2 separate regions of the Sus scrofa genome follow, and region 1 is linked to region 2. The links are chromatin contacts, called in public Hi-C maps. All regions are on one chromosome and are shown on one strand. Each heading gives the region's core, a stretch centred on a gene start, on an enhancer-like site or on the middle of the called end of the contact. The rest is flanking DNA. Distances are from core to core; before and after follow the strand shown.

Region 1 (3,668 bases), core at 1,027-3,526, 210 kb before region 2:
GGCGGCAGCTCTGAAACCGCCTTCTGGCTCCTGACCACCTCCCTTGGCTTGGCCTCTGTCTCTGCCTCCACTCTCCCTGGAGGGCGGCCCAACCTTACCTAACGCTCTCCCCCAGTCCATCTGGCCCCCACTACCCTGGGGGCACTGCCATCACGCTCAAGTCCAAGTGCACACGTCCGCGGTCTGTGCTCTGTCAGGGCATCGCAGCCACAGGACCAGGACCGGGACCGGGGGGCTGTGAGGACGTGGCGGGGCAGAGCGGCTGGAATCTGCCTGGAAAGGGCAGGAGTGAGCGGCCATGAGGGAGCAAGAAGCGTCTGCCAGGCCCGCCAGGCTGGTGGCAGTTGCGGCCAACAGGGCTGCAAGCTGGGGCACAAAAGAAGGGGGGCAGCCGTGCTGGACATGCTCTTGGGGATGGGGACAGGGAGGGGAAACGTGGTTCGGGCCCAAAGAAAGATCAGAACGGGACAGAGATCAGGGAGTCATTTGCTTCCATTGGCAGCAGCCCTGTTGAGCGGCCGAGGAGCCGCAAGGAAAGGAGAAGGAAGAACGGGGTGGGGGGGGGCACGTGCCTGTGGCTGTCAGAGCAGCACAGGTGGAGGCAGCGCGCGCCCGGGAGGCCTGAGCCGGTCGAAGGGCGAGTGGACTGTGGACTGGGGTCTGCTGATGGACGCGCCTGGTGGGGAGGCCAAGGAGGTGGCCCAGAGCAGGGTCTCTGAAAAGGACACTGAGTCTCAAAAGCAAAATGCTGTGACCTGAGCTGAAGGCTGGGAGGTTTTCCCAGAGCAACAGGGGGCATCTGGGGTCGTGCTCAGCAGACCACCAATTCCGTAGAGTCTCCCGCGGAAACGGACAGACACAGGGCCGGACGTGCCCAAACGACCTCCAGGCTCCTTGCTCAGTCCTGAGATGGAACGTTCCTGAAAAACCCATGTCAGGAGCAGGCTGTTCACGACAGCCCAGGTGGCCTTGCGGCGGACACTGGCAGAACCGTCTCCACCACACCTGCCATAGGTGTGTGTTGCAAGAGAGCACGTCTGGAGTTCGAGAAAGGCATCTTCCCCAAAGGGCCTGGCCCTGGGGGCTGGGCTTCCTGCACAGGGACGGTGTCCTTCCGCTTTGCCTGGTTTGCTGACTGTCCTGAATCCGTTTTCTAGAAAGGACCCTTGGGAGGTGGAAGGCTGAGGCCACAAAAGCACCTCCTATCTTCAAGAACCTTAACTTCTCAGGCAGTTTGGGCAATTTCTCCACGGCCTCCTAAATATGGCAAGCAGTTGGTGTGTGGTCTTCATGCCACGATATCGAAATGTCCAGACAGGGTGATGATGACCGACCAGGAGAAGCCACCGTTCAAAGCCAGGCCGCCCTGCAGTACCCAAGGAGACGGTGGACACGCCCTCAGAGCAAAAGGCATTTCTGTTCCTTCGGAGGCAGCCAGAGTCGCCTCGTGCTCCCGAACAAAAGTGGGAAGAGGTGGCGGAGGAGGAAGCCCCCGCTTCTGCCTTCTTTGGGGAGCAGCAGACGTCTGGGGTGTTAACCCCAAGTCACTCCAGCTGGCAGCCCTGCAGGGCGCGCCACGGTCTACCTGCGGGCTGGGGCCGCCACATCCAGCAGCACTTTGGCAGCCCCGGCTCCAAGGCCTGGCCCCTGGTTGGAGGCTGGAAGAAGGCACGGGGTGGGGGGGTGGGGGACCGGACCCCTCCCGCCAGAGTCAGATGTCCCCGGGGAGGGGCTGCGGGGATTAGGAATGAAGAGAAGGCTGAAGGAGAGAGAGCAAGGGAAAAAATCTTTTTCTGCCCAATGAATATTAAAACAGCGGTCACGGGTCAGAACTCTGGCCTTTGGACCTGCGCGGTTCTGAGGTTCAAAAGGCTGTCGCAAGAATCCACAGCAAATTCATCGCCAACCTTTGCTCCAGGCCCGGAGGCCCCGGGAGGCCCTTGGGTGGGGCGCAGGGGTGGTCCCCGCCGCACCTGCTCAGCCAGCTTTGCCAGGCTGAGCTCCATTCCCGCCCCCGGGCCCCCCATCCCCCATCCCACCGGCCTCCTCCCTCCTGCCTGCGGACCGGGCGGCCTGCAGGGCTGCGGCCCCTCCCAGGCTCCCGGCTCCAACAGTCCCGGTCGCCGCCCTGCGCAGGGGCGGCAGGAGCAGGTGCAGCCTCCGCTCTCCCCCTCCCCCCCCGCCCCTCCGCTCCCTCGCCAGCCCCGCCCCGCCCCGCCCTCCCCTCCTCTCCCATTCCCACCCCTCCCTCCCCATTCCCCTCCCCTCCCCTCGCCCCAGTCCCGCCTCCCGGCGCCCGCGGCCCGGCGGAAGGACGCGAGCCGCCGGGAGTCCCGGGAGTCCCGGGAGGTGGACTTGGCACCGCGGGCCCGCGCCCCGGCGCCCCTGCCGCCCTCCCCGCATGGAGACCGCGGGGCGCGCGCAGGCGGCGCGGGACCGCGTCCCCAGGTAGGCGCGCGGGCGCGGGTGCGGATCCGGTGCGGTGGTGCCCGCGCCTGCGCGCCCCTGGGCTGCGTGCGCGCCCGCGCTCGGCCCGTCGCCCCCTCCTGCGCCCCCGACGCGGGCCCGCAGCTCCGCACGGCAGGTCCCCGTCCCAAGTGCGCGCGGAGCTTTACTCCGGGCCTCCTTGTGCCGTAGGGTTGATCCGTACGGGTTTGAAGGCCTGAAGACTTTGATTATGCAGCTTATGAAGAGTTTTTCTCCGCCTACCTGGTGATACTCACCAGAAGAGCCATAAAATGGTCCAAACTTCTCAAGGGAGGCGGTGGTGTCCAGAAGAGTATGACGGGTGAGTTCGGAGCCTGAGCGCCCCCCCACTCCCCGGAGCTCAAGTCACAGCCGAGGGTGCCCCCGGGGGTCGGGGTTCCTGGGGGAGGCGGCCGGGAAGCCCTTTGACGCAGGAGTTGCGGGCTCACAGCTGAGGCCGATGCGCCTGTGCAGGAAGCGAGGGCTTCCTATCTTCCCTTCGAGATGGATGGCGACCATGGCCTTCTTTCCAGAAGAAACCTGATTTCCCGCTCCTCAGGATGAGCGTGGCCGCGGCTCTGCGCTTGCACACCTCTGGACTGAGCGCCCCGCCCGCTCCGAGTGAGAGGCGGGTCCTTAGTGGACCCGCACCTCTTCCTCCGCCCACGGTGCCGGCTCCCGGCCTCATGCCTCCTGAAGCCCTCGGGCCCTCTCGTCACACCTCACAGGCCCGCACTTCTGCCTTCTTGCCTGTCTCCTGCTCCTGTCTATGCAGCCTTTCGCTTACTTATTTTATCCTTGGTTCCTGCCTGCCTGCGGGATTGGGAGCGATCGCTGCAGTGTTTGTTGAATGAATGAACGCACGAAGGGGTTGCCCGCACTGTTGCCCATGCTGCCTAGACAGAGGCCAGACTAGGGGCACCTGCCCGGCAGGTGGTGAGGGCAGACGTGTGCCCAGGAGGTCAGGGGGCTCAAGCAGAGGGGCAGAGGGCGGAGGGGGCTTCCGCACATGACGACCCACGAGGGACTGAGCTGTGTGAGGGAGCAGGAGAGTGTTGGGAGGAGGTCTGGCGCGGAGCTGAGGCCCTGCCCGGGCACAGGTGGGCAGACGGCCGGCCCGCGACCAGGCAGAGAGCAGTCAGTTTTTAAGCAAGGGGGCGACAGGTCAGTTTTTGCTTTTAAAGAGGTTGGTGGATAGATCC
Region 2 (4,109 bases), core at 228-2,727:
GGAGGAAAACGGATCAAAAGGCTGCAGCATCGGCTGCGTTCCTTCATCTCAGATCCCTTCTAAGAAACCGGGTGAGACCATGCACACACTCGGAGGGCCTGGCGGGGCCCCGGCTGGGACGCGAGGCCGTGTCCAGCTCAGTTCTGGAGCTCGACTTGGTTTCATTCTCCGAGGCCCTGGGGCTCGCCTGCCTGTGCCCCCGGAGGCCCACACGTCAGGGTGTGTGGGCCACCCCAGACTCGAGCCTGGATCCGGGCCTCCAGAGGGACCCTCCCCACAGAAAGTCGCGCGCTGGAAGGGCTGCAGGGACGGGAACGGCCCTGTGGAGACTCCGCCTGGCAGCGTGGGGCAGGGGCTGGGTCCCAGAGTCAGCTACCTGGCTCAAGTCCCAGCTTGGCTACTTCCAGGTGGGTGACTTGGAGAAATCACTGCTCACACCCTGCCTCGGTCTCCCCGTCTGTAAATGGGGCCCGCAATGCTCTTCCATCCCTGGGTCGTTCTGAGGGTTAAATACGTGGACATGGTTAGAGCAGCGCCTGGCACGTGGTACCCACCGTGTCCACATTAACAAGCGTGTAATACCCATAGTCAGCCACAAAAGCCAGGACACGCTGCTGGCCGTGTCCCCGGGTTCAGGGTGTCCTAGGGGCCCTGGGCTCCCCTGACCCATGGTGGCGAGGCCCGGCAGGGATGCAAGGTTGCCTGTGGGTCCATTTATCCAGCGCGTGTCTGAGCCTCCATGTCCGAGGCCCAGGTCATGGCCGTGTCCCCTTGATGCCGAGGTCTGAGGAAGCAAGGCCCCCAGACGGCGCTGGCTCGGCAGGCACAGAGGTCCCAGTGGGTGTGACACAGCGCAGCTCTACGGGTCCCAGGACCACCTCCTCACACAAGCCGGCAGATACGAGCAAAGCTGGGTGCCCGACCTGCAGCAGCACACAGACCCAGGAGCCTGGCACCCCCCTCCTGAGGCCCAGCTCCCCCAAACCAGAGTCTGGGGGTGGGCAACGCGGGGAGAGGCTCAGGCCACGGAGAACGGTGGTCAGAGGGGACCAGCCTCCACGCGGCCTCTGTGGATTCCAGATGAGGCCGGCGGATCAGGAGGGTCGGAGGAAGGGTGACAATTAAAGAGGCTCCACCAACAGCGTTTCAGTGTTTGCTCTCTTACTTCGCTTTTCCTTTTCTAGTTTTTAAACATTTTTAACAGCCACGCCCACAGCCTACGGAGGTGCCTGGGCCAAGGACTGAATCCGAGCCACAGCCGCGACTTAGGTCAATGCTGGATCCTTGAACCCACTGCGCCAGGCTGGGCATGGAACCCCCGCCCCTGCAGCAACTTGAGCCACCGCAGTCAGGTTCTTAACCCACTGCGCCAGGCGGGACCGCCTCACACATTCCCTTTTTAAACGGCTTAACCGGGGACACGGCTGAGATGCTCGAACCGCACCATTAATGAGTTCAGCGCCGAGTCCGCATGACGTGAGCGCGTGGGGACAGGCACAGCCCTCACACCGAGCTCCCTGTGGCCCCTTCACTGTGGTAAGAACGCGTGAGCCCTGCCCTGACATGGTTTTACGTGCACGGAGCAGAGCTCTCAGCCTGGGCGCTGGGCAGATCCTGAACCCCACCCTCCACCCCCCTGGCACCGAGGCCCCTCCGCCCGCCAGGGGTCAGCTGCTCCTCAGGACACAAGCTGCGCCCCAGACCTGCGTGTAACTGTCGCCTGCCGGGCTCTCCCTGGAGGTGGATGGGACGTTTGAGTGGAGAGGAAGCCGCTAACAATAGGGCTGCGATGGGACCGATAAGGGGCCTTTTCTGAGCGGCACCAGGCGGGGCGGGCAGACGGCTGTTTACACTCCGGCGCTGCAGGACTTTGGTCCAAAACCACAAACACTGGAGGACGCGCCAAGCTGTAATTAGGAAGTGGGTTTATTCCTTTGTTTAGAAAATTAATAGTAATACATTTAAATTTGATTTTAGCCTACGTTTTCCGATTCTCCGCACCCCAAATCCGCAAAACAGAAACGGCCCGGAGGAGGGGCTCGGGCGCAGGTTCTGCAGGACCCGGGTCCCTGGGCCCAGAGCCTCTGGGCTGGGACGCGGGAGAGGCGTCCTGAGGAAAACGGGCTTCCTCACGTCTCTCCCCAGGGACCCGGCAGGAAAAGACGACGCAGGAAGCGCCTCATGGCCGAGCCCTCCAGGAAACAAACCCGGAGGCCGGTGTGTATGTGAAACGCACCAAGTGACACCAGCAGCACCGACCACCGTGGGGCAGCGGGGGAGGGCGGGGAGGGCAGGGGGCTCACGCCCAGCCCCTGCCGAGGCTCCCATGGGAGCAGTGGCCGTGGCCTTGGAATCGCGGGGCCTCCTCCTCCTTTGTCTGGTGCCGACTGTTTACACACGCACCCGATCCAATCTCAGAAATGTCATTTATTCAAGCCTTAACTTAGAGGCAGTGTTTTCCAAGCGCACCATCAAGGTCACTGAAACTGGGTTAACCTACCTGGACATCTACTTAAGCATGAAGGTCGGGAGTTCCCGTTGTGGCGCAGTGGTTAACAAATCCGACTAGGAACCATGAGGTTGCAGGTTCGAGCCCTGGCCTCGCTCAGTGGGTTAAGGACCCGGCGTTGCTGTGAGCTGTGGTGTAGGTTGCAGACGCAGCTCGGATCCCGCGTTGCTGTGGCTCTGGCGTAGGCCAGTGGCTACAGCTCCGATTCGACCCCTAGCCTGGGAACCTCCATGTGCCGTGAGTGCAGCCCAAGAAATGGTAAAAAAAAAAAAAAAAGTAACTCTGGGGACATGCAACTCTGCAGCGAATCCTTATTTTAAGCCAGTCAAGGTCAAAGCTACCTGAAAGGAAGGCTCCCTCCCTCCTTCCCACTTCAAGCACGACGCCGCACCTTGGCAGAGCCCTTCCAATGCAGCACGTGTGTGGGAGCTTCCTGGCAGTGAGTAAAGAGGGCTGGGGATTAATTTCCTTTTTTAAAAAGACAACACAGAGTCACGGGCAGCTATAAGAAATAATCCAGAGAGGTTTCTCCCCCCACCCCAACGATACAAGGTGCAGAACGACAGCAGGATGTCACAACTCAGACACGGACGCCAACACAGCCACACTCAGGCCTCCCCATCACCACACGGTCCCCTCCCGGACACCCGCCTCCCCCACCCCCTCCTGAACCCTGGCGAGCAGGCGTCTGTCCTCCACCTCCATAGAGTCGTCACTTCAAGAATGTTCTCTAAATGCTCATAACCTCATGGGATTGGCCCTCACTCAGCCTGACTCCGGGACGCGCCCGGGGGTTTCGTGAACCTGCTTGACGAGCAGTTCGCGTCCCCGGAGTAGAGGGACCACAGCCTTTTCTGACCATCCACCCTCTCCAGATTCTGGCTCCTCTGAATAAAACGAATCTGAACACTGATGCACGCGGATTTGTGCGAATGGGTTTTCCTTTCTCTGGGATAAACGCCCAGCAGTGCCACTGCCCGGTCGGAGGAGAGCTGCAGGTCCGTTTGAAAAGACACTGGCGGTCGGTTCCAGACGCCTGGAGCCCCAGCAGCAGCGCAGACGCCCAGCTTCTCAGCATCCTCGCCAGCGCTGGGCACCGGGCGCTGCCATCCTCTAGTGCCACCGCCCTGCCAGGTGAGGGGCAGATCTGCAGCCACTCGCCACCTGGCGGGGCTGCACCGCCGGCAGCACGCGCTGCTCACCTGCTTCCTGTTTTCTGGCTGGACCGCCTGCTCTTCGCTCTTCGGCTGCTGAGGCCCCAGGTCCTTCTATTTGATGGAGACGTTTTACTTCAGTGACTGAGTTTTCGTTTCTGAAATTTCATTTTCTTCTCCTACTTCGTGGCTGAGCTGTCTTGTTTTCGCTTTCCTTTTAATTTTTTTATTTTTTTTTGTCTTTTTGCCATTTCTTGGGCCGCTCCTGCGGCATGTGGAGGTTCCCAGGCCAGGGGTCGAATCGCTTTCCTTTTTAAAGCAGGTCTACCATCGCTTGGGGACGCGTCCGTGGTGGCTGCTTCAGCCCCGTGCCAGACGGGGTTGCCAGCCCTCTCCTCTCTGTTGCATCTGCTGTTTTTCACAGAGCTTGCGATTTTCCTGGTTCC

Evidence for each region. A called contact is a pair of places that touch in the nucleus more often than the background predicts.
Region 1: a Hi-C map of liver shows a contact between it and region 2, with 4 times the contacts expected there. The contact joins the promoter of GRTP1 here to the enhancer-like site in region 2. A contact is called at or near these places in 13 of 47 Hi-C or Micro-C datasets (alveolar macrophages, blood, embryonic fibroblasts and 8 more) and 2 of 2 datasets of contacts at active chromatin or transcription factors (alveolar macrophages and skeletal muscle).

Annotation. Positions count from the first base shown.
Region 1 is chr11:78,636,110-78,639,777 of Sscrofa11.1, reverse strand. GRTP1 (growth hormone-regulated TBC protein 1) reads left to right here and starts at 2,276. Exons shown (of 9, transcript XM_021065974.1): 1 at 2,276-2,448; 2 at 2,638-2,654; 3 at 2,657-2,788. The coding sequence starts at 2,402.
Region 2 is chr11:78,422,044-78,426,152 of Sscrofa11.1, reverse strand. All of the region lies in intron 3 of MCF2L (guanine nucleotide exchange factor DBS), which reads right to left. Among named protein-coding and RNA genes, the nearest start is that of MCF2L, 17 kb to the right of the region's middle. Within about 2 kb of position 1,477, at least 11 of the 83 cell types and tissues checked have an H3K27ac peak or open chromatin away from gene starts, as enhancers often do. A contact at or near this core is called in liver, retroperitoneal adipose tissue and skeletal muscle, where this site is marked.